2 separate regions of the Sus scrofa genome follow, and region 2 is linked to region 1. The links are chromatin contacts, called in public HiChIP or PLAC-seq maps. All regions are on one chromosome and are shown on one strand. The core of a region is the stretch at or near the end of the contact, and the rest is flanking DNA. Distances in the headings are between cores, read along the strand shown.

Evidence for each region. HiChIP or PLAC-seq counts read pairs in DNA pulled down with a chosen protein or histone mark.
Region 2: an H3K27ac HiChIP or PLAC-seq map of skeletal muscle shows a contact between it and region 1. The contact joins two enhancer-like sites. A contact is called at or near these places in 4 of 47 Hi-C or Micro-C datasets (adipocytes, embryonic fibroblasts, fibroblasts and 1 more) and 2 of 2 datasets of contacts at active chromatin or transcription factors (alveolar macrophages and skeletal muscle).

Annotation. Positions count from the first base shown.
Region 1 is chr9:72,561,490-72,566,717 of Sscrofa11.1, reverse strand. All of the region lies in intron 5 of CDK6 (a long non-coding RNA gene), which reads left to right. Among named protein-coding and RNA genes, the nearest start is that of FAM133B, 60 kb to the right of the region's middle. Within about 2 kb of position 2,692, at least 19 of the 83 cell types and tissues checked have an H3K27ac peak or open chromatin away from gene starts, as enhancers often do. A contact at or near this core is called in omental adipose tissue and skeletal muscle, where this site is marked.
Region 2 is chr9:72,611,477-72,616,704 of Sscrofa11.1, reverse strand. The region is part of intron 4 of CDK6 (a long non-coding RNA gene); the gene reads left to right. Among named protein-coding and RNA genes, the nearest start is that of FAM133B, 110 kb to the right of the region's middle. Within about 2 kb of position 3,079, at least 50 of the 83 cell types and tissues checked have an H3K27ac peak or open chromatin away from gene starts, as enhancers often do. A contact at or near this core is called in omental adipose tissue and skeletal muscle, where this site is marked.

The sequences.
Region 1 (5,228 bases), core at 1,443-3,942:
CCTTTTTAAAAACAGTTTGTATTTGCAACCAGCACTATTTATTGAGACGGCAGTTTCCGTAAGATTAGTGAAGACATTCCTTTCTTTTGTTCTGAACTTACGTCTCCCAGATGTTAGGGATTGATTCCTTGACTTGATATTCAAAATCGGTGAACACAACCAAGTTTCCTCTTACTGACTTTGTAGACTTCAGCCTTACCCTCTTTTTGGTGTGTTCCTTTCTAAACTAAAAAGTCCTCTTTCTTGGAGTTCCCGTCATGGCTCAGCAGTAACAAACCCAACTAGGAGGTCACAGATGCGGCTCAGATCTGGCGTTGCTGTGGCTGTGGTGTAGGCTGGTGGCTACAGCTCTGATGCGTCCCCCAGCCTGGGAACCTACATATGCTGAGGGTGCAACCCTAAAAAGACAAAAAAAAAAAAAAAAAAATCCTCATTCTTCAGTCTGTAAGTTGACAGACACCAAGAACTGTGATGGATCTGAGATTTTATACTGCTTGAAAGCTAACGAATTAGCCTGCCACAGTTTCTTTCATGGATGCTGGCAGAGGACACAATACTCCTGGGCTAAAGACACAGGAGACTTTATTACTCCCTACAGTAGCAGCCGCTAAAAAACATATTTATTATAGTTTCTGGCTTAAAACCTGTTTGTCCCATCACTCACGAAACTCTGGACCATCTCTATTTCGCTCACCACCGTATACCTAATATCTAACAGAGCATGGCATAAAGTGGACACTGAGCAAATAAATAATGAATAAATGAACATATTACAGCCCAGGTAGCTCAGAGCCTATCATTCTGAGTAGCTTGGCATAAAATGGGCCAAATGCATTATTTGGTCTATGCCTTCTTCAAAATAGTTTTACCATATTTCTCCCTAGGCACACAATCTCAGATTTTTTCTTCAGTGAGGTTTGTTTCTTATTTTACAGCCCCAGAAAGCACACAAATTTTAATTTAGATATGTTACATCATTTTTTACTAACTGAAATGATGTAAACATATTAAATAGATGCTGGTCCCAGCACTGTTCCTTTGGATAATTCTGATGTGAAGGAAATGAAACTCACGGAAACCAGGGGCTCCTATGATTTCTCAAATATTCTTTGAAGGACTAGGTGGTTAAGATGATTCTGGGCCCTGTGGGAGATAGCAAAGATGTGAAATCACTTCTCACTTACACGTACCAAAGTCTGTGGCCAGGACCTCAAAGAGATTACAGTCTATTTGAGAAAATAAGAAAAGCGGACATGATGCGTTAGTTTACTGAGGCCTTTTTTAAATAGTACAAGCAGTGTGTCAGACTCTCAACATAGGTAAATGCTCAGCTACCTGGTGCAGGTTTAAATACTAAGGGAGCTTAGAAAAGTTCGGTATTACTGTGGACTGGAATAATAGAGACATCACGAAGTTAGGTGTGAGCTGGATTGTTGGAGCTCTTCGATTGGTTCTTTAGGAAGGACTTCATCAAGCAAGCCACCAAAATAGCAGTGTATTCTTGGAAAAGCGAGCCCTAGCTGGAGTGGTAGGTTTCAAATGAGAAATAGGGTCTTTCGTGCACAATCACCGTTGGAACTGCACACAGCCTTTATGACTCCTCTTCCATTCAGTTTAACAGTGCACAGCGAGGAAGCCACACCTTTGGGAAAATACAGCTGGAATGGGGGGAAGGGAGCGGGGGGGACAAAAGACGGAGCCCTTCTAAGGAGGATCTGAGAAGTAAATAAACCCTGAAGGAAAAGCTTGGAAGGTCAGCGTGTGTGCTCATAAATTCCAGCTATTACCAGAGATGAAAGGGAAGTGAGAGGACTGAGGAACAATAGGCAGGGGTGTTCCCTGGTCCCCTCTAACTGCCTGTTTACTGTAGGGGCGGAGCAGCAGGGCCGCCCAGATGGCAGAGCCAAAGTGAGAATGAAGCTTCCTTGCCCTAAGACCTCTTTAGGAAATCCTGTTTGTGATGGTGGCTTCACTGCAAAGTAATCAGGAGCTCTCCCTGTGTTGTAGAAGCTCACTTCTAAAACCATGAACAGGCACAGTTTCTAATGAGTTTGAAATCTTATTATCTTGTGTGCCCTCAGCAAGACAGAAACTGCATATCAGGTGAGGCTTCAGTCACCGTATTTTGCAAGCCTTTGCTTATCTTTCTTGTGCCGCTGACATGCTGGTAACACAATAGCTTAACAACAAGATAAGCCTCATCTTTTATCTTTTTTCCTGTGTGGCTGTGTTAGGGAATGATGGTTTTGTTGGCCTTTGAAAGGCAGGAAAGGGCAAAGCCCCGTGATGCCATGTCTTTGGCATTGCATTACTTCATTAAGAGAATTACCTTAAAAGCCTGGGAAATACAGCTTAAGATTGATGAGAGCCGGGTGAAAAAAACCTTGATTTCAAACCAGATTAACCAGAACGTCCATCCCCGAAGAGATCCGGTTTTACATCCACCCTTGGGCTCTGTCTACCCTTTTCTCCTCTTTTTCCTTCCACCACGCAAGTGCTTTTGGACATAGGAGTGGACGATTTGCTTTCCATGCCAAACCTCATGAAATGGGATTTGTCTTCCCTCGCAGACAGGTGGCCAAGCTGTTCCAGAGAGGCCTCTGGCTGCCCACTGGCCTCACTGGATCCACAGCACTGCGGTGGCACAGCATAAGCCACCTATCTGACCCCATGCCCTCACAATCTGGAGCCCACGTGGCAGCCTCAGGTGGTGACAGCTTTGGTCAGGTGGTGTGGAGTTCCCCTGGCAGACGGAGGAGAGCCAGAGAGCAGCTGTCCTGCATCATTTTTGTGTGACAGAGGGAACCTCGAAAATGGCTGCCCCAGTAGTTAGAGGACTGGCTTTCCTCCCTCTGCCTCGGGGTGGATTAGGCCTTGGGAAAGGAGTTTGGGCCTTCTCACTCTGTACACAGTACTTACCGTGGCCTTCTGTGCTTATTCTGTGCACACTTATTATGGGCACCAGAGACAGGTTTCACAAGCCTTTTTCCTATGAGACTAGATTAGTCATGAGGGTTAATTATTCTGTACTTAGAGGAAATATTATGATGGAGAGAAAAATAGGTTTCTGGAAGCCAGGAAATAGAGGGTCTCAGAACATCAAATTGCTCCATAAAGAAAGCACGGGACCAGAGTTCCCGTCGTGGCACAGTGATTAACGAATCCGACTACGAACCATGAGGTTGCGGGTTCAGTCCCTTGCCTTGCTCAGTGGGTTAAGGATCCGGCATTGCCGTGAGCTGTGGCATAGGTTGCAGACGCGGCTCGGATCCCGCGTTGCTGTGGCTCTGGCGTAGGCCAGTGGCTATAGCTCCGATTCGACCCCTAACCTGGGAACCTCCATATGCCACGGGAGCGGCCCTAGAAAAGGAAAAAAAAAGAAAAAAAAAAGAAAGAAAAAGAAAAAGAAAGCAAGCACGGGACCATTTTATTACAGTCTTTGTACACACACACCGAAAAAATAATCATGATTCTCTAAACATCCAAAATGCCCCTTCTTAGCTATGTGTGGCGTCCAGTTCCAACCCCACATATCCTCAGGGAGCGTCCCTTCTTGCAGAGAAAAGCGCAGTTGGATTCTAATAAAAGAAGACCCTGAGTCTTCATGCTGTTGCCTTCAGCTAACGCTGCTGAATTTCTGCTTGTAAGATAATAATGAAATAGCCATTTCCAGAAATGCAAAGAAGGCAGGTCAGAACTCCCCGGTGCTGGCCCTAAAAGCCTTCTGGTTTTGAGTGCCTCAGACCACAGCATTGATAGAAAAAAATTTGGACCCAGTTCCCTGCTTTTGCCTTCCACTCTTCCCCACTAAGGGCCCACATGAAAAGCAAGTGTGGCCTTGTTTTCTCTGGATCCTCTGGGCCCATTTCTTTTCTTTCATCATCTTTCCTAAAGCTGATAGGACAGTTCCACGGGGGAGAAACAACTAGTACACTTGGATGAACTCTGCGAGATGCAAAGAGCATTCGTCTTGTCCCTGATTCTGAAGTGCTTCTTTGTATGGAGGGGGAAAAAAATGAGGATCGTTCTAGACTGGATAGTCAAATCTCATTTGTGTCATATTTGTGATGTTTTGAACTGGGTGGAGAAGGCATTAGTGATAAAGCATATGGGATTGTAAGGCAGTGGTTGACCTGCTTAACAGAACCCGAGTTGTCAACAACCCTTGAAAAGCACTTGAAAATTCCAGTTGTTGCTAAAGATGAAAGAGAAATGAATAGACCTCATCAGCTCTTCCTCTTCTGTGTCATCCTTTAGGTTAAATGTCACCTCCTTAGAGAGGCCTTTCCTAACCACACTGTTCTTCACCAGAGCATCTTATTTTCTTCATAATACTCACCCTTTACAGATTGCTTTCCTTTCTCCGTATCTGAACTATAAGCCCTACAAGATCAGGGACCACATCAGTTCCCTCATTCCTATGTTCCCTGCACTCAGCAGTGAAGAGCCTTCCAGATTCTCAAGATGCTGAAGGAATGAAGGAATACTTGAAGTCCCGTGTGGCAGACTTGTTTCGTGTTCTTAGTGGACTCACGGTTCCTTAGGATCCCTCCATCCCTCTCTTAGATTCAAATAAGCAACACCACTTGGTCTCAACATCCAGCTTACCAGAGTGGTTTCCATTCATTACTTTTTCTTTAAAGAAAAAAAAACCTGGAATTTTTGTTCAGAGTCTCCAATCCACTAACAGTTCCATCTCTGAGGCTGCAGTCTAGTGAAGTGGTTGCAAGCTCTGGCTTTGGAGCATCTAGTTTCATCTCTGTCACTTCTTAGTTGGCTAATGGTGACTCATTATTAACCATCTCTCGACCTCAGTTTCCTCAACTGTAAAATGAGGATATTAATATAGACCTCTCACCTAGTGTTAATCTGAGGTTAAATAAAACAGCACATGTAAAGTAGTGAGTTTTTGTTTCGCACTGCCTATGCTTAGCAAAACTTGGCCACTGTTATTTTTGTTCATACTGTTAAAGTGCCTTGGGGCATCATTTTTCTAGAACAGGATAAGGGGTGACTTCTTGTCAGAGGTAACCCTAGGCATTTGAAGAATTCAGGGTCAAAAATGGAGTTCCTGTCGTGGCTCAGCACAAATGAATGTGACTGGTATACATAAGAACACAAGTTTGATCCCTGGCCTGGCTCAGTGAGTTAAGGATCCAGTGTTGCCATGAGCTGTGGTGTAGGTTGCAAACGCGGCTCGGATCCTGCATTGCTATGGCTGTGGCATA
Region 2 (5,228 bases), core at 1,830-4,329, 50 kb before region 1:
CTACAGGCAAACAAAATGGTTAAACAATACATAATCAAGTTTTTATTTGGTATTTCCTGCGAGGCTCTACCAGTTGCCAGGGAGTGTACTGTATTTTTTCTTTGGCTGTATTAATTGTTGACCGTAGCTGGAAGAGCACCAAACAGGGACAGATAAGGGGGAAAATGGCATCTGGACATTAAAGCCACAAGTGTACTGGGGGGGAAAAAGCGCAAGAAAATTACAGCATATATCAGGAATTTTCCAACTAACGATGTGCGGATGTGGTAGCACGAAGGAAAAAGAGCCAAACTGAGCTTGCTTTGTTCACTAAGAGAGGCCCCCCTGTAGCATTCCTTTTAGCTGTGCATATTTTGGCTTCATTTGTACAGTTTTAACTTTATACTGTGTGTGGAGAAGCTCAGTTGTAACTAGTTGTTCCTAATAATTACATTGCGATAATTAAAGTTCATGGATAGCTGTAATGTTCTTAGTCATTTAGAAGCTGCTTCCAAAACCAAGTCTAAGCCGAAAACTTCTTTTAAGTGACATGTCATTACCATATAAAAGATGGCAACAATTATTTCTTTGATTTAACAACAATTTTTTATAGACAAGATTCGTTTACGGAGACAAAAGAGAAACGCTGTCTTGAAAACTTAGGATGAGAGTCAGGGGGCCAGCCAGGAGTGATGAGATCTTATAGCCTGCAGATAAAATATCCCTCAGCTGGTTCGTAGACCACGAAAATTTGTGGTAAGGACAATCCCTTTTGCGTCTTATAGAACCCATTTAAAATGCAAAAATCATATGTAAATGTTCACAAATCTATTGCAGAAACAAAGTATGGCAGTTTCATGCCCTCAGCTAGAAATCAAATATTACTGTTTGGACTGAGTAATAAAATGAAAAATCTGCAACTGGACACAGCTTCCTTCTTGAAAGATTGATCAGCCTTGGGGTCCCCAGTGACAATGATGATGATGATGATGATGATGATGGTAATGATGTATACAAAACTGTTAGAGCTGTGAAATACTTTGCCGGGGGCTTCTTTTGCCGTGGTGGTGATCTGTTTGCATATATGGCTGTCATGCCCAGTGGTCATACCTGCAGCCTCGGGGGTTACACTGCATTTGAATTCTAGCCTATTATGACATGTGGCTAACTATAGTTATTAACGTGTTCTGAACATCAGTTTCCTACCTAGAATGTGGGTTAAACTCGCAGTGCCCCCCTCACAAGTAATTCCAGGATTTAAATGACATAAAATTTGTAAAGTTTTTAGTGAAGTGCCAGACATGTAGAAAACCCACGATAAACTTTGGCTGTTATTGCATCTTCTCTGTTGTGACTCTCTGAGGTTTCTTTTAGTTTTGAAAATATTATTTCTAGTCAGTGTCTGCCCTAGACTCGAATGTATTTACTTAATCACCATGGACTTCTGCAACAGATAGCAAGGAACAGGTTGTTTGGTCTGTAATGAAAGCCAAGATAGTGGTTTTGATTACTGTTAAACCTTCTTGGACAAACTGAAATTTTAGTATCTGTTTTCAGAAGTATTTATTAAGACCAGTCATTAATTGAGAAAAAAAAAATGAACAGTATTCTCACATAGCATCATTCTTGGAGAGGTGGACTTCTAACCACAGGATGTGCATACTTTATGATGCTATAGACAGCTGCCTGGTAACGCAGAGGCCATGACTTCACCTCCAAATGCTAAGGGAAAGATCCTCTCATTATGGTCTCGTATTTGATGGAATGATTTTCATAAGACTTATTTTAATAACTTTTGTGCGTTTCAATTACATTTTCTGGTGTGTGCTGTTTTTCACTTCCATCTCCAGAAGTCTGAACCCTTAACCTTAAACATGTGTTAGGGATTCATAGACTCTGGATATTAGAATTGCACAATTCATTTCCATACCCCAGGAGTTCAGTGTGCTGTGCGTTCAATAAAGGGACAACATTATTAATGATGAGCCATGTATATGTACTAAACATTTTTAAATCCACAAAACTTCTCGTGGACCAAAGCATTTGTTAAAATAGACCTGAGTCCCTGACGTCGGACCACTTTTTCTCAAAATAAATCTTAGGTCCTGAAAACATTTTAAGGCCTGAAATAATATTACTATTGAAAAACTTCTCGAGTCATTTAGGAAAGACTGTACTAAAATACACACATATGTGGTAAGTTTTTTTCAATAGGATCTTTACGTCTTAAAAATTAGGTATAAAAGATTATTAATTCTCCTCAGCCGAAACAGTAGAAACTTCAATAATAATTTGAATATGGTCAGCTTTAACTTAAAACTGGAAAACTCCCTTCTCATTTCTACAATTGGCTTTTTCTCTTCAGCTGCTTTTTAAGTTGGGCTGTTAGCAATTTAGCCTGTCTTTAATTTTAAGCACCATTCTTCCAGTCCAGAGATCCCTATAGGAAGCCCCACTCTCATAGCCTCGCCTCTCATTGGCTAGCCAGGAAAAGAGCATTTCTGCATAAATTGGATGCTTCCTTCTCCCCGGGAGACCAAATATGCTCGTGTTTCACAATCCCCCAGTTTGTAAGCTTGAGTCCATTGCCTGAAGCTGGAAACTTTCACTTTGTGGAACACTTGCACACATGGAAATCCAGATCCGATACCCCTGACGCGCCCATGGGTCCCACAGCAGATTAAATACATGCTTCTTTATCCAGTGTTTCTGAGCTGCCCCGACTGAAATCAGAAACCGATGTGCGTGTGAGAGGTGTCCTTCAAAGAAAGGTATTTCCTTTGTGCAGCCCCCGTGCACGCAGACTCCAAGGGGTTAACCTGAGAGCTGCTTTGAAAACAGAGGCGAAGGTCACCGGCGGCAACAGCAAAGACTTTTAAAGCCTGCCGTCCTGAGCCTTTCACCCGGCCTTTCCCACCCAGGGGACTGTAAACATTGGCTCCCGGCCACCACATCCCACAGCACAAAACCTCTCTGTGCTTTCAGCATATACATTTATGCTTTTTTATGGAAGCCGAGGCACAGGCGGGTTCTTGCTGTGAGCACAGAGAGCATGTTTCTGTTCGGGGCCAGGACAGGAACCCTGTCCCGCTGGAATGTGGAAGCATGCAGATATGCTTATTTAGCAGGGCTTCACATGGAACTTCGCTGCTGCTCTCCGTCTGACTTTCTCAAGTCAAAAGAATGTGTAGAATGCTGTCACTTAATCAGAACCCAGAAGAGCTCTTTTATCTGCCATTTGTTAGTAACTCGCAATATTGCCCTTATCTCTTTGTCCTTTAGCTCAATCCAGTGCCCTCCGATATGAGAACTGGTAACATGAAAGCACTTATTACCTTGAGCATTGCTTCTTGTTTTTCTGTCTTAAAACTCAGAGTTCTTCAGTCATCAACAAAAAAGTTGCAGGGTTTTGGGTTTTTTTTTTTTTCAATTTATTTAAATAAAGTCGTCTTAGTCCTAGGACCATCGTTTGATGATGTTTAAAAGAAACCAAGAAGGTTCATATATGTATGCTGCCATTCATATCTGGTTCTTCAAAAGTCTATTAGCTACATATTTATAAATAACCTTCATTGATTCAGTTGTGTGAGAACAGAATGAAATTTCCAGAGACAATAGATGTAGCTTAAATTTCTCCCTCCTGAATGTTTTCATGTGTTATAGGGGGGTTCAGATCTTCCCCCATTTTAAGTAATTTCATGTAATTTCAGTCATTTGACATAATAGTTTTTCTCTTCAGTGATTTCTAATGTTTCTAACACAAATAGGGAATTCATTTTGATCAATCCACATGTTACAGTGGGTCAGGGCAGAAAAAATTATACCCTGTGCCATTCTTTTTTTTTTTTTTAAGTGACTATTTCAGAAGCAGGCATATAAAATCTTAGCCTTTTCTTCTGAAATGACAACTGTGAGCACATTTTGTAATAAATTTGTTTGCTTGCCTACTGAAAGGTCAGTCACTATGCACTCCTCCTTGAATAATGATGTTTTATTCTGAAAAGACCAACAACAGCCCCCACCACATTGCATAGAAATGCAGACACAACTCTCCTCTAGCCTCTCGCTGCAGCTGATAAGAGATGTGTGTCTTTGCCTTTTGCCTCCTGAGCCGAAATATACTCTGAAAGGTTTTTCCCAGTCTCTTCTGGAATTTCAGTTTTGCTTTATGGAATCCCAAAGTCTGTTGTGTACTTATTAATGTCCTGTACTTATTCCTCTCTAACTGTGAAGGTTCTGGGAGCAGCCTCACTGACTCGGATGCATGGGTCCACAGTGCAGTGTCCGCTAGTGTCACTGTGCAGGTAGAGTTTATTTGTTCTTGATTATTGGACTCTAGGGCCAGGAGGACTTTAGAAATAATGTGACGTGATCTCTTGATTTTATCATTGAGGAAACCGGGGTCCAAAGATATAGAATGACTTTTTTTTGCAAGACAGTACACAGAGGTTATTTGGTTGTCTGTTTGAAACTAACACCCACGTCTCCACAGCTCAGTCCAGGACTCACTCTCTTACTCCATCTCCTGTACCCCCTGTACTGTGCGATGGGTTCACTGATGACCAAAGATGGGATGAATAAATGGCTGATTGTCACATCATGAGTCGAAGCCGACGTAAGTGATCATGAGCAGATGTCTTTGTACCTGAGCAGGAAGTAACACAAGGTCTTGGTCTCTACTTGTTTCCAAGGCATTTCAGTTGCTCAGCAGCTCAGCTTGTCATGCTTCAATTTTACTGTGATTAAGTTTCTCTCAATTTCTGTAGAATCCTCCTTTTTCTGTCACCTATTTATTAACATGTTCTCAAGTGAGAGCGACTTCACATTAAAGCAGTGAACTCTACATCAAATTGGACAGTATAACCAAAGCTATATACCGAGGCTAATTGAGAGCACAAAATGCTTTTATGACTGGATAAGAAAGATTGAATATAAAGATAAAAGCCTTCAATCCAGGGACCATAAAAAGAGGTGTTTTTCAACTGGCATCTACTGGATTTATTGTTTTTTGAAGATAAATGTTATATATGCTCATTGTGAAAAACGGAAACATTGTTGAAGGACAGAATGATAAATTCATTAGAAAAATACCTATATAAATCAGGAGACTGGAGTAAATAAAGTTTGAAACATAAATGAAAGAATTAGAAAACAAAGCAAGTAAAACAGAAAAATAAACCTAAGAGTTGGTTCCTCATAAAGACTGAAAGCAAAGGCAGTCTCCTGGCAAAGCTATTCACCAAAAAAAG